Regions from separate parts of the Mus musculus genome. Here regions 1 and 2 are each linked to region 3. Evidence: chromatin contacts called from public HiChIP or PLAC-seq and promoter capture Hi-C data. All regions are on one chromosome and are shown on one strand. The core of a region is the stretch at or near the end of the contact, and the rest is flanking DNA. Distances in the headings are between cores, read along the strand shown. Region 1 has its middle 40 kb from the start of Gm15270. Region 2 overlaps L3mbtl3 (L3MBTL3 histone methyl-lysine binding protein). Region 3 holds the start of Akap7 (A kinase (PRKA) anchor protein 7).

Region 1 (2,700 bases), core at 148-2,647, 660 kb after region 3:
AACATTGGTTCTCAAACTGCAGGTCCCTTTGCGGGGGGTGGGGTGGGGGTTGGGGGTGGGGTGGGGGTTGGTGGTGGTGGTGGTGGTGGGGTGTTCAGATATCAGATATCCTAAATATCAGGTATTTACATTATGATTCATAACAGTAGCAAAATTATAGTTATGAATTAGTAAAGAAAATAATTTTATGGTTGGGGGAGTCACTACAGCATGAAGAACTGCATTAAAGGGCTACAGCATTAGAAAACTTGAGAACCACTGCTGTAAGAATAAGGTCTGTCAGACCCTTCAAGATGTAAAATAACATACAATACACGCCCCACGTAAGGCTCCTGGTACTTCTTGTGTGGCTGTATAGAAGGTACTATGTATCAAGAAGTTGTACTTAGGGGGCTGAAGAGATGGTTCAGCAGTTAAGAGCATGGGCTGCTCTTCCAAAGATCCTGAGTTCAAATCCCAGCAACTACATGGTGGCTCACAACTATCCATAATGAGATCTGATGCCCTCTTCTGGGGTGTCTGAAGACAGCTACAGTGTGTTTACATATAATAAATAAATAAATCTTTAAAAAGAAAAGAAAAGAAGCTGTACTCAGACATAGCTACAATACGAAGTACGTGCTTGCTAGTGGCAGTGTCTACAGCCACCACAGGAAAGAAAGTAGTTTCAGGAGTGCTTCATTGCTTGTAAGGAGACAGTTGTCTGCATCCAGCCACCACAGGGACAACTTCTCCATCTTGTTGGCGGGATCAAACTGAGTTCATGGTCCCAGGTCTACAACCGACTCCCTTGTTCTCTTATCATCTTGAGTTACACATCAAATATCCAGGATGAGGTCTGACTACCAAGGCTCTGAGTCAAAGGCCTTGAAACCAGGTGGCCCAGGAGTGTTGACTTGTTTCCTGTAACTTGCTGGCCCCGAGTCAGGGCAAAACCACAGTGGAGACTCCCTTGCCCAGCCCCGTGTCAAAATATGATTGGACGGTGCTACAGCCCACCCCGTTCCTCCTCAGTTTGTGGTCTCATCCTTAAATGTGCTGTACAACTTCGCTTCACGGATGCAGTTCGGCTCTAGAGTCTGTTCTCTGGCCCGGATGGATCAGTAACAGCGTGATTACAATACATTTTTTTGTCATCTGCACTGACCTGGTCTTTGAGCTCTGTTGGATTTAAGTGGACCCCACAATGGCTTTACACATTCCAGCAAGGAGATGCCTTCAGTGACAAGGGAATACAGTGCATTATGGCAAGAAAAGCTTGGAAGCAGGGGCAGAAGGCTGTCACTGGCGGTAAGGAAGGAGAGAGAAAACAGGAAGTAGGGATCAGGCTACAAAACCTCAAGGCCCGCCCCCATGTTTCCCCCTGTTCAAGCGCAGTCTCTCCTGCAGGCTTCATGACTTTCCCAAACAGCACCGTGAGGTGGGGCCACGTGTTCAAATACAAGCCTATGGGGAAGACATCACATACAAACCACGGGGTGATGTGGTTATCAGTGTAAAAGATTATTAGCTCCTACAGGGGCCCAGGGATCTGCCATGATCTCTTCTTAAAGAGAACGTCATCACCACAAACTTCCTAAGACAACAGATGCTGACGAGGACAGACCGGCCACAGACACTTCCCTGCCTGGACTCTATGCTGAGCCTGATATGACTATAGCCTTTGAACTGGTTCCCGGAGCTGATAAGGTTTATGGTCTGCAAGTGTTCTGTTTCACGGGGACTGTAGGTCAGTAGTGCAGCAAACTTTTCCCAGTGGTTACAAGCATGTTTTCACATTGACATATAATTTTTCAGATATTTATTGTCATGTTGCCAAAGTCACAAGTTACTAAAAGCAGAAACAAACTTTACATCCATTTCTGTCTAGGACAGACCTTCAAAGCATGCCCAGTGAGCAGATAACATTGGGTCATTCCTACCAAAACATCCACTTGAGGGCACACACATTGCAGGAAGGTTAGGGCACAATTGCACGGGAAATACGGTTGGTATTTTCAATTTCTGTATTCATTTAATTCTGACTATTTTTTTTTTTTTGAGTCAAGGTCTCTTGTAGCCCAGGCTGCCCTCATTTCCTCTGAAGAAACTCAGGACCCTTCTACCTCCCATGTGCTGGGATTTCAAAAGCAAGCCTTCCACGGCTCCAGCTTTAGTGGGTTACTTTTAAAAAGAAGTTTATTTATAGATACTGTACTGGTGCACAATCAGAATATTTTTTAAGTTAAAAAGAGTAAAGTTGCCTTTCAAGGGCCTTTTACAATTGGTTCCGTGACTCCACCCTGGAGAAAGCCTGCTGCCCTCTGATGGAGGAGGGAAAAAAGCCTTTACTGGGCTTTGCCTTCTCACACAAAGCACACCACAGAGCTGCAGCACACTGCTGGCAGAGTTGCACACACTTGACAAAGGTGGCCGTGTGTGCAAGTGCCTGGGTTATCACACCCACCGAGTCACACCAGACCTTCTGGAAAGAGGCAAAGAGCTAGCAGCAACCAGACAGCAGCTGGGACAAGCCAGCTGTCATCTGCTTCTGGGTATCTTCCCAGGGAGGAGAAATATTTCCCCACTACTTCCTGTCTGTGAAATCCAAGGTCATGGGATGAAACTAGGCTCAGGTTCAGAGAACTAACAGTGCTGTGTCGCCACAATCATCCTATCCGTCGCTGTCCCATGAAAAGCTGACAGAACCAAAAGGCTTCT
Region 2 (2,700 bases), core at 173-2,672, 980 kb before region 3:
TCCTTTTCCTATGAAATATTTTGCCTTGATTTCTAAGCATCTGAATGCACTTTAAATGAGAGCCCATGGTTATTTATAAACTCATAGCTGGCAGTGTTTTGTTTGTAAGCGTGTCCTCCTAAGGGGAAGGTAAAATATTTTGTCAGTCTTTGGATGTACTTTCTAATTCCACAATTAGACATTTACTCAAGGACTGATTTAAAAATATAAAGTTTAGTAGCATGCTGTCAGAACTCTGGGGGAAAGTCCCACCTCTTTCCATGAACTCTTTAATGTTTTTCTGATGTAGGACTTCCTTTGATGTGCCATAGTTGGAGTCCTTTGCATTTGTCATGATTCAAGGTAAACAGGGTCCGTGACATCTGCAATGTCCTCTTTCTTCATTTCTCTGCATGAATCTGCTAAGTAAGCTTTTTATTGTTACTCCCCCTTCTTTGTTGTGGTCAGTATTTGTACATTAACTTGCACTTGTTACATGTGATATGAATGAAATAAAATCTTAATTGCAGATTCTTTTTATATATGTATGATTTTTAAGGAGGTTATTAAATAGGAGAGGTTAAAAAAACAGGAACAAAATCATATCTAACAAAAGTTATGTAAGGCTTGGTTATATTTTAGTATTAGAATACCTACCTGGCAAGGTTTGATCTGCTTGCCTACAAAGCAACAACAAATAAATAACATGTTAAAGATACTGTAGGACTGGGGAGATGCCTCAATTGCTAAAGTGCCTGTCACAATAGCATGAGGCTCTGAGTTTGTAGCTCTAGCACCCATAGAAGAACCAAGTGTACCTGTTACCCCAGTGAGGTTCATTGGCCAGGGATCCTCACGGCATCATGAGCTTCAAGTTTAGTGAGAAGCCATGCCTCAAAAGACATTAAGATAGTGAGGCTAGAGAAATAGCTCACTGGTTAAAAGTACTTGCTCAATTTTCAGCACCTACATGGCAGCCCACAGCTACCAGTGACTGGTTCAAGGAGATGCAATCCCCTCTTCTGGCCTCCACATGCCTTAGGCACGTGCATGGTGCACAGGCATACATGCAGGCAAACACTCATACTTGGTGGTTTGGTTTCTTGTTTGTTTGTTTGTTTTAAGGGAATTGGTGGAGAGAGTAGTCATACAGGAAGACACAGTGATACTGGAAATGGATCCCTGGTGTGCATATATATATATATATATATACAAACATGAACAAGTACACAAACCACAAAGAAGGTGTATGTGGCTGGAGGACAATGTAGCAATCTAATGACTCTAAATTTGAATATTTTTGTCAGTGTACTTGGTAGGATAAACATTTTTTAAAAACCCTCAAAAGTCACATTTTTAGCTCATGTGATTCCCATCTACAGTGAGAATGTTTACCTTTCTTATTTAAAGTGAATGCTGTAATGAAGGAGATTTTGAAATTTCCCTTCTAAACAATGTGCTCTTCTGGAAGGAAAGGGAAGTCATTGACCATTCTGGGGTGGCATGGCATTCATTGTACCTCAAGCAGGTGATCTTTTCCACTGTCCCAACACTGGGACATGGTCTTTGTGTTAAAGGAGAAAATAGGGGAGGGCTGATGGCAAGGGACTCCTGGAGCAGGATTAGGAGGAGACAAAAGGAAGGAATGTGTGTGCGGGATGCACAGTGACCATGAGCTATTCTGTGTAAGGCAAAGGAATCCTGTGTGCAGGCTCATGTTTACCATAGACAGCATGGCCTTCTCCATTCAGTGGACTCATCTCAGGGATGACAGTGTATTCATGTCAAGCAAAACAGAGTATTTCCCAGGTTGCAGTACCACACCAGGCTCCGAGATATGAACCTTGAGATAGGCATGATCCTACCATGTTGACATTCTCCTTTGTAGGTTGAAAGCCCAGCTGGCCCAGAACCCCACCCTGTCACCCTGCTCAGCCTGAGTGACAACGGGGACACTCAGTCTTCCACAGAGATTGTAGACCCTATAAGGAAACTACTTCAGGAACTGGTAAATCCAAATTTAAGGCAGACTGTGGACTTTTTAAACAAGGGATTGTGGGGAGTCATTTGAGTAGTAAAAAGTTTGTAAAGGGGTTACTTTATTATAGTAAAAAGGAAAATAAATATTTTAAAAAGTCCATTTGATGAAATAAATGAGGCTTATCTGATTGTGTCACAAGTATTAACACATTAAAATCTCTACAATATGCAGAATGACCCCACACACACACCCCAACTCCACCCCTATCATTCAGAATTAGGAAATAACATGATATTTTGATGATAATATCAAGTCATGCTACTATTTTACAGTTTCTTTTTCTTGTGAAAGTCCTCAGAAAACAGATAGTGCCTAGGTCCTGTTATTCCAGAAGTAGTACTGTCTCACCATTTCATGAATGAACAAACAAATTTCAGTGTGACCCTGGAGCACGGGCTGAGTCTCTATGGAAAGAACCTTGTGCCAACAAGATGGCCTACAAGGAGGATATCCCAAGATTGCAGCTGCTCTCTCACTATTGATTTTTTCAATATTGATTGAAGAAAACCAAAACACATCAAACCAAACAGTGTGTCTGGGATAAGGAAATTGAGGACTATATATCTCTTTAAAATACTCAAGTTCAAGATGTTTCCAACCAATGCTCTAACCAAAGAAACTAAAGAGGCGGCTGTTCAACTCATGGTCTTTCAAGCAGTCACACTGAGTTAAGTTTAGGG
Region 3 (2,700 bases), core at 60-2,559:
ACATTATTTCAGACAGGGTAGATTGTAGGTGAAAGGTTTGGGGGCTGGGTTGGTGTTCTGGTTCCTCCACTGAAGTTATATCCCAAGGCTAAGGATTACACCACAGATGTGTGGTTAAAATAGAAACACAGCGCTTTGGTTTTGTTTTGTTTTTAAAAGGAGGGAAATCCAGGAGTGGGCTCTTGAGCTGAAGGAAGACACCTCGCCCCCAAGCATCAGACCACACATGAGGTGCAGAACCCACGTCTCCCAGGTCTGTAGCGTCCTTTGTGAAGCCCGAGGAGGGGGGAGTGGGGGTAGTGCTCTACTCTTTGCAAACTGGCTGTCAACCTTGCTGTGTCAGTGCACTGCTCCTACTCCCCAGTTACATAAATACACCTTTAAAACAGAGTGGGGAGTAATCCTTACAAAGAGAAATGTATAGTCTACTTCCAGCAGGAAAAGGGAGGGCAAAGAGTTGTTTCTCTGTCTACTGCGTAAAGTAATCCTTATGCTTAAACGTCTTATCTGTACCCTGTCCAGTCCAGCTAGCATCGGCTGGCCTTTGAGGATCCTCTTGCCGCAAGCTCCCTTACTTATTTTTCGTTCTTTCTCTGTGATTAGATAGCCTGCTCCTTTAAAAAGACCGTTTTCCGTGAAGATCCACAAAAAGGGGCTAAGCAGGGAATTCTTCAAAGTTCCCTACCAGCTTTAAGGGCTACAGCTGTGGAGAAGAGACACACCACCATATTTTCTTAAATTAAAATTACATTCCCCAACAAACCAGCAGTAATACCACCATTTGCCCCCAGCCCGGAAAAAAACAGTAGCATTCTTTTCTACAAGACATATTCATATTTTAACTATTAAAAAAAATAGTTTTCTCTTATTTTATTCAGATACTGAGGAGCCTTGCCTGCAAAAAATTTGTAGATGATTTCATTTAACAATTCCAACTTTTAGCTCTTAAACTGCTGTTGAAAATGCTACTTTTGGGGGGGGGGTAATGGCAAGTAAATAAAAGCATCTCATTATAGCGACGTTCAAGGTCTCGCTATTGTATTGTACATTTTGCTCAGCCCGCCTATTTTGCAATCAGATCTGTGTTTCCAAAGCTCCACGCTAAAGCAAACACACGGGTTCTCAAGGGACAGCGGGCCAAGGAATGCTCTCTGGATCCCTGGCTCGCCCCTCCGAGCGTGGGACGGGAAGGGCCGCGCCGCAGGAAATAACCGAGGGCGGCCAGAGGTCGGAGCCCGAGCCCAGCACGGCCCCGGGGACCGCCCCGATCCGGGTATCCACGCCTCGCCGGGCCGGCCCCTTCCGGCTCCTCCTGAAGCGGCGGGTGCCGGGGATGCTGCGACTCGCGGGGCGTTGCGCCTCCGCAGGCCTGGCCGCCGCGGCCCGCGCCCCCGCCGTCCCGCGCGCCCCGGGCCCGCGCCTCCGTCTCTGCGCCGCGACCATGGAGCGCCCCGCCGTGGGTGAGAGCGCTCCGCCCTGCGCGCCCCGGGGCGGCCTCTGCCGTGGGGCGTGCTCGCCCGCCCCGCTCCGCCTCCCAGGCCGCCCGCAGCCCCACGCCCCTCGCGATCGACCCTCCCCCTACACCCTGGGCATCCCGGTCCAGCCCGGTAGTCCGGGCAGTTTGGTTGCATCCGTGGGTCTCCGTGCACCACTCCACTCCTCGAACCGAAAGGGGTGTACACACAAGTTGTTGTTTCTCTTACCTCTTCCTATCTTGTGACCCATGACCCAGAGTTTTGCAGCACATCCTTTCCTACTGTGTTGGGGAGGTTAACAAAATCAAGGGGGGAAAAAAAAAACTCCGTTTTATTTACCTAATTATTTTTTAAAATGGCAAATAGAAGCCTCTGAACACTGTCTTGTCTCATTTAGGGTTTTACTCGAGGCTTGGCAAGGCACACTTTAAAACGGGCGCCAATCTGCTGGCGCCCAGGATGTACTTCAGCTTGGGTCAACTTTCGTTGTATGCTGAACCTGGGTAGGAATTAGAGGTTGGACTCGGAGGGAAAGGGACTGGGAAGTAAGGGGAAAAAGGTGTTCTACAAGAACACCTACATGTATACAAAGCGTAAGAATATTAAAATAGGCAGTCCAAGCATGCTATGTAAATACTTTATATGTATGTAAATATAAATCAGGTGAATAATGTACATGCGTTTATAAATTTCATGTGAATGCAATTACTCGTATCACGTGAGGAGATGCCCAGAGTGTCCCTGCTTGAGATGTTTTTATAAGGTTACAGGAGTGTGGGTAATAGGCAGAAGGGAATAGGGTAATAGTTGGAAAGAGAGGACTCTTCTCACCTTTTTACACCGTGTGGCTTTGCAGTTTGGGATGCTGTTAGCGCATCGTTTCCCTATAGTGACAAAGCTTATGGCACTTGTCCAGTTTACTGGGTCCTTCCATTCATGTAGTGTCGATTTGTCAATTTCTCCTTAATAATTTGGATTGCTCCCTCTTCATGAGGCGCAAATGGAAGCACACTGGGTAAGTGGCCTGGTTGGCATGAAGTTTAAACATTTCTGGAGACCTACTCTGCTGTTTTACGTAGCTAGTCGAAGTAGATAGACCGTAATGAATGACAGGCCCATTCCATAGCTGTTTACAGTGCTGGGGAACCAGAAGAGAGTCTTGCCCAATGAAGGTGTGTTTTGTTGTTCAGATAGGAAACTTACTTTGTAGGACTTGGGCAGTCTG

What was found. Promoter capture Hi-C pulls out the DNA fragments that hold promoters and counts their contacts. HiChIP or PLAC-seq counts read pairs in DNA pulled down with a chosen protein or histone mark.
Region 1: a contact with region 3 is called in an H3K4me3 HiChIP or PLAC-seq map of bone marrow-derived macrophages, with 8 times the contacts expected there. The contact joins the enhancer-like site here to the promoter of Akap7 in region 3. A contact is called at or near these places in 3 of 39 promoter capture datasets (liver and pre-B cells), 1 of 115 datasets of contacts at active chromatin or transcription factors (bone marrow-derived macrophages) and 1 of 9 other capture datasets (pancreatic islet).
Region 2: a promoter capture Hi-C map of hippocampal neurons shows a contact between it and region 3, with 5 times the contacts expected there. The contact joins the enhancer-like site here to the promoter of Akap7 in region 3. A contact is called at or near these places in 4 of 39 promoter capture datasets (the C10 cell line, the SN4741 cell line, cranial neural crest and 1 more) and 2 of 115 datasets of contacts at active chromatin or transcription factors (the 230-238 cell line and T-cell acute lymphoblastic leukemia).

Annotation. Positions count from the first base shown.
Region 1 is chr10:24,634,363-24,637,062 of GRCm38.p6, reverse strand. No RefSeq gene overlaps it. Among named protein-coding and RNA genes, the nearest start is that of Gm15270, 40 kb to the right of the region's middle. Within about 2 kb of position 1,397, at least 157 of the 459 cell types and tissues checked have an H3K27ac peak or open chromatin away from gene starts, as enhancers often do. A contact at or near this core is called in bone marrow-derived macrophages, where this site is marked.
Region 2 is chr10:26,272,278-26,274,977 of GRCm38.p6, reverse strand. It overlaps L3mbtl3 (L3MBTL3 histone methyl-lysine binding protein), which reads left to right. Exons shown (of 22, transcript NM_001359254.1): 22 at 1-510. It also overlaps a transcript of Samd3 not described here. Among named protein-coding and RNA genes, the nearest start is that of Samd3, 44 kb to the right of the region's middle. Within about 2 kb of position 1,422, at least 1 of the 459 cell types and tissues checked has an H3K27ac peak or open chromatin away from gene starts, as enhancers often do.
Region 3 is chr10:25,295,688-25,298,387 of GRCm38.p6, reverse strand. Akap7 (A kinase (PRKA) anchor protein 7) reads left to right here and starts at 1,309. Exons shown (of 8, transcript NM_001379238.1): 1 at 1,309-1,460.